Linked DNA regions of Capsicum annuum: region 1 is linked to region 2. Evidence: chromatin contacts called from public Hi-C data. All regions are on one chromosome and are shown on one strand. The core of a region is the stretch at or near the end of the contact, and the rest is flanking DNA. Distances in the headings are between cores, read along the strand shown. Region 1 holds the start of LOC107872879 (RING-H2 finger protein ATL52). Region 2 has its middle 60 kb from the start of LOC107872880.

What was found. Hi-C and Micro-C count contacts between places; a contact is called where the count stands out from the background.
Region 1: a Hi-C map of leaf shows a contact between it and region 2, with 2.4 times the contacts expected there. The contact joins the promoter of LOC107872879 here to the enhancer-like site in region 2. A contact is called at or near these places in 3 of 5 Hi-C or Micro-C datasets (bud, leaf and placenta).

What each region holds. Positions count from the first base shown.
Region 1 is chr6:186,195,054-186,200,412 of UCD10Xv1.1, reverse strand. It overlaps LOC107872879 (RING-H2 finger protein ATL52), which reads right to left and starts at 2,816. Exons shown (of 2, transcript XM_016719531.2): 1 at 2,549-2,816; 2 at 1,273-2,449. The coding sequence starts at 2,445. The coding sequence ends at 1,354.
Region 2 is chr6:185,982,942-185,987,640 of UCD10Xv1.1, reverse strand. It overlaps the pseudogene LOC107872881. Among protein-coding and RNA genes, the nearest start is that of LOC107872880, 60 kb to the left of the region's middle. Within about 2 kb of position 3,215, at least 2 of the 5 cell types and tissues checked have an H3K27ac peak or open chromatin away from gene starts, as enhancers often do. A contact at or near this core is called in leaf, where this site is marked.

The sequences.
Region 1 (5,359 bases), core at 1,567-4,066, 210 kb before region 2:
CTCACATATTTAAAGAGTGAAATCATCTTCCTTTTGAAATTTTGATTAAAAAATGAAACTACAAGATTTTTTTGTTTTTCGGGGGTGGGGGGTGGGGTGGGGTTTCTCATATTACCAACTCTACCATTTGGTTCAAATTAACTCTCCATGGCACAGAGGCAGGGAAAATGCCAGAATAGAAATGGACATAAATTCACAGTTCAAATGCTTTAACAGGCAATATAAATGAAGTATTTAGGGAGAGTTCGGTATGGATGAAAACATTTTCAACAACTCTTCATGTTCGATTGGTCTAGTTTTGATTTATCGCATTATACAAGTATCAATAGATGTACTATCATTGTGGACTACACCATAAACTCTGTGATAATTGTAATATATTTGGTCATCTCTAGTTCTTATGATGTTGAAAATAAGTTTTGTCTTGCCATCGCTGGGATTAATGAGGTAAGGCTTGGCCCCTTTTACTTGTATATTTTTACTGAGATTTCTTATTATTAACAAAATAAGTCACGGAAGTATGTTACCTTGTTGTGAAGCAAGCTGGCTCCATAAGATCCTTTTTTTTTGGTAGAAGCTCCATAAGATCCTATATGAGCTAGAAGTGAAATTTTATTGGGCCAAGTAACATGTTAGAGAGTTTTATTTGACGTGAACTAGAAAGAAGGAAACACTAGGGTCGATGGTGTTACATACTATGTTAGGAGTTTTGCAGCCTTGGCTCAGTCTATTCTTCTCACCTCCTCTTTCAAATTTTTAGCTTGTCCCCTTTCTGATTAATTGTCCTATTTTTTCAATTGTTCTGCAATTTCCGTTTGTTGTTTACATTCTGGAGTTGCAATCTTCCGGTATTGCGATCAATATAGTATATAACACCATAGTGTTTGTGCGGAAAAATTAAGGATGTTGCATGCCTATTGGTATTATTAGAGCCAAGTATAATATCTAAACTACAAGAGAAATTAATGTTACGACAAGAAACGTGATCAAAAGTTTCTAAAATCATCCCTACAAAAATCACTCACTCGCAACATTTTTGTTTAAGGGGCTATTAAACCTAACTCCAAATCTCCAATACAACAGTTGTAGCTGTATTAGCCTCTCATCAATAATCAAACAAACAAAACTCAACATGCCAAATTGCCAATGGAATCCCAAGACATAGAACTCTCCCTTGATTTTTGCATAGAACAATCGTCCACCCACTAAGCTATACAAAAATAGTGGATGGGAAAAAGAGGAACAGAAAAACTCAAATTCTAAGAGGAAAAATACCTTTCAAACTCATGTTTAATCAACTCTTTGTTCAATAGCATACACAAATCCTCCTAAAAAATTAGCACAAAAAAATATTCAAACATTTGACAATGGATTGGCCATATTTTGTCCTCTCCCCCGTTTGGTAAACAAGAATCTCCCACTTGATAATGATCTCTTCATCATCATAGGACTTGCTACACAATATTGTACTAGTACATTGTTTCTAATCCCACTCCTACTCATTTCTTCACCATTATTTTCTTGTTTTGACGTTCCAACATCCCTTTGCAACTCACAATTTTCCCCCGTTACACAATCATGAAATTCATCTTGATCAATTCTCAGTATATCAGCTATAGATAAATGACCTTGAGATACACAATCCATTGACACTGATCTCCTCCTAACTTCTTGATTCATATGGTTTTGGTTCGTTACATCCTCTTCTTTTTCTTCTTCGTCTCGTGTTTCCTCTTCTCTGATGCCCATTTCTATATCACGTTCCGGTTGGATTTGTGGAGTTGTTTCAATTTGAGGAGCTTCCATAATAGGAGGAGGTAATGGAGGAGGTGAAGCATTTGAAACAGTTATATGAGCCCGGCATAACGGGCAATTTGAATGAGATTTTAGCCATGTATCAATGCACATTACATGAAAAGCATGGCTACATTTAGGCAAAAGTCTAAGACTTTCATCTTCTTGAAATTCACTTAAACAAACAGAACAATTTGTTCCTTCAGTCAATAATCCATCGCATTTCTTGTATTTAAACACTGTAATAGACTTGATCAATGCCTCATCCAAACCACCACCCGCGGTAACATTCCATGCCTCGTGATTAGAAGGGTCATGATCCTCTTCAAATTCTGATTCTTCCTGATGATTTTCCCTTCTTCTTGAATTCCCACAATACTTTGATATTATGGCATAGTAGCTTACTAATAGGAAAGCACTAGCAAGAATTCCGATGATCGCGATAACTAGAGGAGAGAAATTACGACCAGAATCATCATCAGCAGAGAAATCAAATTGTGGTGGTGGAGGGAAAATTATGTAACACCATTGTGGGCAGTATAAACTGCAAAATCCTTGAGAACAGTCCCTAGTACTCATATATGGTGCCCAAGTTCTTGGATTACTTACAGGCACCAATTTATCGTCGTCCGGAAGACTCTTACTATACATGACACTGCAGAAAAACAAAATTTTGTGTGGCCCAAAAAGAGGTCACTTTCCCATCTCAAGCAATACGTATAAAACAGGGGAAAACAGAGGAATGAGAAGTTACCTAAGAGCACTTTGGTTATATCAGATAGGAAAAAGGGAGCATATGATAAGACATAAAGAAGGAGAATACTTAGTTTTTTTTTTTTTTTTTTTTCTGTTTTACTTTTGTTTGCTTTTTCTTTGTTCTCTTCTTTTTGTTTCTTTAATTTGCTTTATTGGAGATAGTGGTATATTGACTAACATGGTCATGTTGTTGGTTGGGCATTCATCAAAGTAATCAATGCTTTATCATGGGTACAAGCCACTTGCCACTAAACTGGATTAATAGGATAGATTACATGTAGCTCTTTCCCTTTTGTACAAAAGAAACTTATATTTGACATTACTCACTTTTTAAATATCTTCACTCCTAAGTAAATTCAGTAGAAACTTGTTTAACACTAGCCAATTGAATCTATTTATCAGTTTTTAATTACTGTTACATCAACTCAGTGAGAGGTGGAAAATTAGTTTATGAGAACATAATTCGTTCAATCTGTTTAAGTATCAGTGGGTTGTTTATCAATTAATTTTTTTTTTTTTTTTTTTGTTCAACTCGTCTAGCCAATTAAAAATTGAGCTGATACGAACCTAAATTAATCAATGAGAAATTGTTAAAATGTTTTAATATATCATGCAGCTTTATCAGGTACATAAAAATTATAAAAGAACAAATAATAAATAAGATAGTAAGAATTAGGCGAGTGGATTATGATCCTACATTTTAACATTTTAACCTAGGTAACTTTTGAGCGAATTAATAACTCAGTCTATTTTAAGCCACACAAATTCAATCTAACCCCCACTCCCCATTTTGATACCTCTGGTGAGAACCAAAGCAAAGCTTGCATTATTAGCCTACTCAGGGACGGAGCTAGCATGGTAGTTACAGATTTGGCAGAATCTTATGACTTAAGTTCAAATTCTGTAGTTATGTTGAAAATACTGTTTAATATGTATGCGTAATTTATTGAGAACTCTTTAAGGGAAACAAAGAAGAAGAAGAAGTTGACGCATAACCCATAAACTAAAAATCCCAATTCCACCTTTGTCTACCCCAGAACTATAAAATCTTCAATTTTTTGTCTTAGAAATGGGAAATGGGAATCTTCTTAAAGCCACAATATAAGGAAGTATATATTCTTGCTTTGGTTCTTGATAATTGAAAAGATATTTCTATTCAAGCTATTGAATTCAATGCTACTTTCCTTGTGTATTCTGTGCCTGGTTTGAAGTTTTATTTTATTGCTTTTTTTCTTTTGGTGGGGGAGAAAGAGTGTATAATGATCGTCAAAAGAATGTTGTACAGTGGATAGAGTTGTTCCTTCGTTAATAACAAGTTTTAATTTTTGTGACATGCATTCAGATATGGAGTGCTATTCCTGAATGAGTTCTACTCGAAGTAAACCTAAATTAATCAAATTCTATTACAGATATCCAACCTAGGATTTTTTTTTTTCAAAACAGAGCGTGTACGAATGAACCATATAAGGGAGAACATTCAGTGTCAGAAACTGAAGGAACTCAGAGGTTGTAATGGAGTTTTAATTCTACAAGTCAATCATGTTGGTGAAAGAAATGTAAAACCCAAAATATTCCTTCTTCCTCAGCCCCACACCTTGTCTTTTTCATTCACTTTATTTATTTTTTATGTTCGATAGATAAATACAAATTATTATTAGAAGAATATTTAAATGAAGTATAATTTAGACAAATACTATAAAAATAAGATAAGTTGACGGTGGAGGTGAGGGCAAGTTGAGGGTCGAGACGGGTACAATAGCCGCAGTTTCAGTTACAAGTCTCAATCAACAAGATCAAAATGCAACAATATATATTTATCTTGCTACTTAATAAAATAATTGAATGAGAATATAGGCAAAAAAAGTTTGTCAAATTTTGCATTGAAACGCTATATTAAAAATAGAAATATTTAATTGAAATATGATCTTTAGAATCTAAATGAAATACCATGATTACTTTAAAAGGCTGATTATGCACTAAGTCATTTATTTTCCTACTGTCATCTCCAAAGTATGCTCGGACTAGAGGGTCAAATATATGTAATCCTTTTGGACTCAATTTGACTTTTAGCTTTTACGATCGAGCACCTTAGGAATGTAGAAGAAGATAATATTCTAGCAAAGTCACCAGTACTGAATGAATTCTAGGGTTCCACAAGGGAGTCAATTATCCACTGAAATTCATGAATATAAAGGAGATGGTGACAAGAAGATAATTGAGTGTTTATTTATCCTTTTCTTGCATGCCTTGTCGTCTATACACCATGACTCATGAGGGAGACATGTGGGCCTTTTTTACGATCATCAATTTAACAGCAGCCTTGTTCTTTTTTTTTTTTTGGTTTGGGTTGGTGTGGGATGCTCTCGTAGCTTTTCCATATGAAATTTTTGTACCACACACCAGCCCAAAGTAGTGTGTTTTAAGACGTACCCTATATTTTTTTATTAAATTTGGTCAGTACAATTACTGTACAATTTGTATGCATATAGCTATTGAATAATTATTGTTCACTTGGCACACACTTGTTAAACATTGAGTGTATACTTGCCCCGAGATAAAGGGTTATGATTGCAATTTATATGTTCATAACAAAAACAAGGGGGAAGGGCTGAAGTCTGGTAAAAAATTTACCATCAGAACAACCAGGTACCTAAGGTGTGTTATCTCTTATAAGGTTAGGATAACAGGATAACTATAATAATGCAGCACCTATTGACCTAAATTTGATATGGAGATAGTTGAAAGTGCAGAGTTAGCATTTGAAGTTTATAATTTGAAAATTTAGTCCTTTTTAAGTTATTGAATTCTA
Region 2 (4,699 bases), core at 1,966-4,465:
CTTGGTTTGTTCCAGCACCTCCTTGCTATGGCTAAGGACATCCTCTACCCATTCCCAATAGCATGTAACATAATGAAACTCACCAAAGCCTGATTAGGGATAATTCCATATGATAAGACCCTTATTCGAGCCTTTGGGATATGTAGCAGCAAATTCTTTGTCATGTGTAGATGAATGCAACACAAAAGTAGTAGTAGTAATGACCTTATTGAAGTTAGGGATGCCAATTTCTTATTTTGTCGACCATTTTTCTAGATGAAGGGACATTTCAGGCGATCCTCTATCAAGCGGGAAGGCGCCGATTACCGGAGGATGAACTCTCAAGGTGAGGACTCTAGAACGAGAGTATCGTTCATCGTTTTCTATTTCAAGTTGAGGATATGATGTTGTTTGATCATTTAAGCTCACCATATTCTCAAAATACTGAAGATATACTCTCTGTGTATGAAGACCTGCCAAAGAAATTAAATTAAACGGTAAATTTTCTAAAGGAAAATAGAGTATCACAAGATTTGGACTGTACCTTTGAAAATTTACCAGAGAAAATATAGAAGTTTTCTGATTTTGGTGTTCACTTATGACGTAGATCTGCAAGTCTACTTTCCAACACAAAAAAACCCTTATGATTTTGATACTTATATGTCAAGATACAGAATTTCTCAAGACGCTGCGCAATGCTGATAAAACTGATGAACCAAGATAAGAAGACTGGTTTGAAGCAATAATTGGAACAATTCAGGTGTATCCTGATATGATTTTCTTGTGAGATGTAGCTCTACAAGTCTACTTTCCAACGCAAAAAACCGCACCTAATTTTGATACTCCTACATCGAGATATGGAATTTGTCGTGACGCTGTACAAAGCTGATAAAACTAATGAACCAGGATTAGAAGACCGGTTTTGGGACAATGTCTGAGACATTTCAGATGCAATCTGATTATCATTTCCACGGGAGACGTAAATCTATAATTCTAGTTTCCAAAGCAAAAAAGAGTTGTTGATTTTGATGTTCCTAAGTCAAGATATGAGAATTTTCGTGAGGCTGCACAAAATAAATAAAAAATGATGAAACAATACTGAAAGTTTGATTTCGGAAGGATACCTGTGCGGATCTGGAGCGTGATTTTTGCGTAGAACGTAGCCTCACAAGTCTACTTTTCAACACTACAAGTCGTTTGTGATTTAGACACTCCCACGATGCATTATGAAGTTTCTCCCACAAACGCCCTAAAATGCCTGAAACTCAATTGTGAAAAAAGCAAAAAAAAAAAAGGAGGAAAAGAACGCGAGTTGAATTGCGGCTCAGGATGAAATACAATGACTTAATGGGATCGTGATTTCCTTTTATGGACTCTAAAGGGCTCTAGTTTGATTTCAAAAAGAAATCTGCTGAACAAGTTGTCTTCAAGAAGAACTGGACGTCCAAGTGTCAAAAATAAGTCAAATTCTTAATCCTTTTTGAAGTGGGATAACATCATTACTCAATCCTATTAAAATTTGATATAAAACTAATACCCGAATCCTACATGATTTGGTTATATTTAGTTTTAAACAGAAGTTACACTCCCAATGAAGGGATTCACGTTATTCTACCCGATTTATCATGATTTTGAGGAGTTGAATTTTGACAAAATGCTCAAGTTTTGCCAAAAAAAGGCTCCACAAATACTTCGAATCTCGTCTGTAACAAGTCCGACAAATCAAACACCTCGACGAGCCTTGAAGTTGGGGGCATGTGTAGATACGTAAAATTTATTGGATCAAATTCATATAAAATTTTAATTTGATCCATATTTTATTGGGTCTAAAATTATTTTGGACTGTAAAAATAATAAGCCCATTTTATTCCCCATCAAGGTCAATCTCACCTTGAAGCCCAAACTCATATTATGTGTCAAGTGACGTGGTATCCCAGTCAAATTAAAGACCAACAAGGCAAGGCCATACACTCAAGTGATGTGGCAATCCAAGTCAAGTTCAAGAGCCAATAAAACATCGCCAAGTGTACCAAATGAAATATTTTTGGCCAATCACAAGCAACCTTATTACATAACATTTGTGATAAGCTTGAAAACTGAATGGATCAATCAGAATAAGGTAGTAGAGGTTATTTACACTTGTATTGCCTACCCCCTACAACTATAAATTGGCAAACATTAGAGAAAGCTTCTGTATTGACTACACAACTCTTCAAAAAATTAACTAACGAAGTTCTGCCCAGAGATCAACTTGACACGACGAAGTGCTGTCCGGCGATTCCCGAAGATCTAAACGCATTTCTAGGAGGCTCAAATCATCCGAAAGTTCGAGAATTACGCTCCAAAAGGCCCTCGAATCACGAAAAATCTTAGGAGAGAAGAATCGAGAGAATAACAGTATTGTTCCTGAAAAATTCATTTATATAAAACTTCTTCTTTTTGTTTGTTTTATCTTTGCTTACATTTAATTTTTAGCACGACAAAAATTTATTGCGAACAGTCATATCTCACCAAAACGGAGATAATAAGGAAAGATATATTCCTCCTGATTTCATACTTGAAATATCACTACAAAAAACGGGTTAAATTACTAGGGTTAATTTTACAGTTTGATTCCGGGGTTCTCAAAACCCCCACAATACGAGCCGCGACAATCAATTTGCGGTAGTTTTTTTTCTGAACGCCATAACTAATTTACGACGGTTATTTTGCAACGGTCGAACCCCATTACTCCAAATTTAATTCTTTTTATAATAAATTTTAATTTAAGAATTGCGGGGGTTTAAAACCTCCGTAATTATTCTTTAAAAAAAAAAAAAAATTAGTGGAACCCATCAATTTTCAATAAGTAATTATAGATTCTAATTTTAGCTCAAATTTGATTGTTCTTTTAGGCATAACCTACAATCCAATATTTGTTCAATTCATATAATATTATTAACACAACCTAACTACTTAAACATTATAATTGACAAATGATACTTTGGTATAATGACATTATAATTAAAAAATACATCGAATCCATGACTCTACGAGCAGAGCAATCACCAATGACACTTTGGTATGTTTTCAGATAAATCTTCAACAATATATGGGACAACAGCAGAAGTCATGGTTTAGCTATAACTCTGACAATAATTTATGGCAGGAACCTTAAAACATCAGTCTGTCAGCAAACGTGACTGTTGATACCATTACTATAGAACATTGTCGCACATAGGAAAAGATAAGGTATACTAGGACTCATAAACTTCTGCGCTCACGGACTGCAAATGCGTACTTTCTGGTAGAGCTCCGAATCCACATGTAGGCAAAATAATACGTCAAAAGACTCATTAATGGATCCGTTTGTCATTAGATGACATTATCTGGGGAACATAAAATTCCTCATAGCAGTGAGTAAAAAATTACATATAGTACCTTGTCGAAAAGGTTCATGATATCATTTTTGACATCTTTTGGAGGCTTATCGGACAAGGAGGAAGTTGAAATAGATGATGACAGTGTTGATGAATCCTTGAATAAACCATCAATTGCAGAGGAGGATTGGCATTTTCGATGATCAGCTTTCGCAACACCACTTTTTGTTGCTAGTTCTTCTTCAACAGCTGAGAAGTTACAAGGTTTGATTAGAATAAAAGAGCTGAAGAAAAAATATAGGAAAGCGGCGACTTAAGTAACATACGTTGAAAAGCTCTCCATGAGTTATCATCTACAGAAGCAGCACTTGCGCCATTGTCATTTGGAGAATCCATAGACAACATGTCGAAAAGATCAGTAGCAATATCAACTTTAGGAGGATTAACAACTTCTGCAACCTGCTTTACAGATTCAGCGACTGCAATCGGTTGTGTCATCTGACTTGTCTGGTGAGGAAGTGCACCCTCACCAGGAGATACCTTTTCATGAGTTGAACTATTAGATTCAAAGTTTGTAACAGATATAAAAGTATTAGAATGGTGAATAAAAGTTTGATATACTTGTTCCGGTCCTCTTGCTGGCAGAGGTATACTTAATCTAGCAGCAGACATCGCTTGCTTTGTGCTAGGGCATTGTATACTCACTCTCTCATTGGATGAACAAAAGAGTTACGAACATGCCCATGACTACTTCTGTCACAATGTCGTTGTTGTCGCCCTGTGGCCCTCCCTTCTTGAATCTCCTTCTCATCCTTAGGGATCCACCTCTTATCCTCATACCTAAACGAAATACAGGTACTGCCGATGAAGTTGCAACATACTAGATCGAAAGGATTGCTTAAGCCAGGAACTAGTACGGGACATACTTTGCAAGGATGAAATCTCAATACCAACTCTATCGTAATTTGGAGGAAGCTCAGCTTCACAATAAATATTCGCCTTCTCGTTTCCCATTGCTATACCGGCAACAGAAAAGGGATTACACACAATTAGGCCATTTATCGAATCAACAATTGAGTCAACTTATTTATCACATCAACATAAAAAGTGTAAGAATTTGAGGAGAAAAACCTAACATTGAATAAATGCAACTTGATTTGGGAGCCATGTATCTAGTGCAGCTGATCGAACCTACAAAAATACACAAACAACAGATGACGGAACAATCATATTCAACAACAGTACACATAATTGATCGATCATAAGCAAGCACTTCCGAAGTTATCTTGCTAGGCCGAAAAGTATATGTTAGAGACAAACATGATGGAATAGTGTATCTTCGTTAAATAGTGATTGCCAAA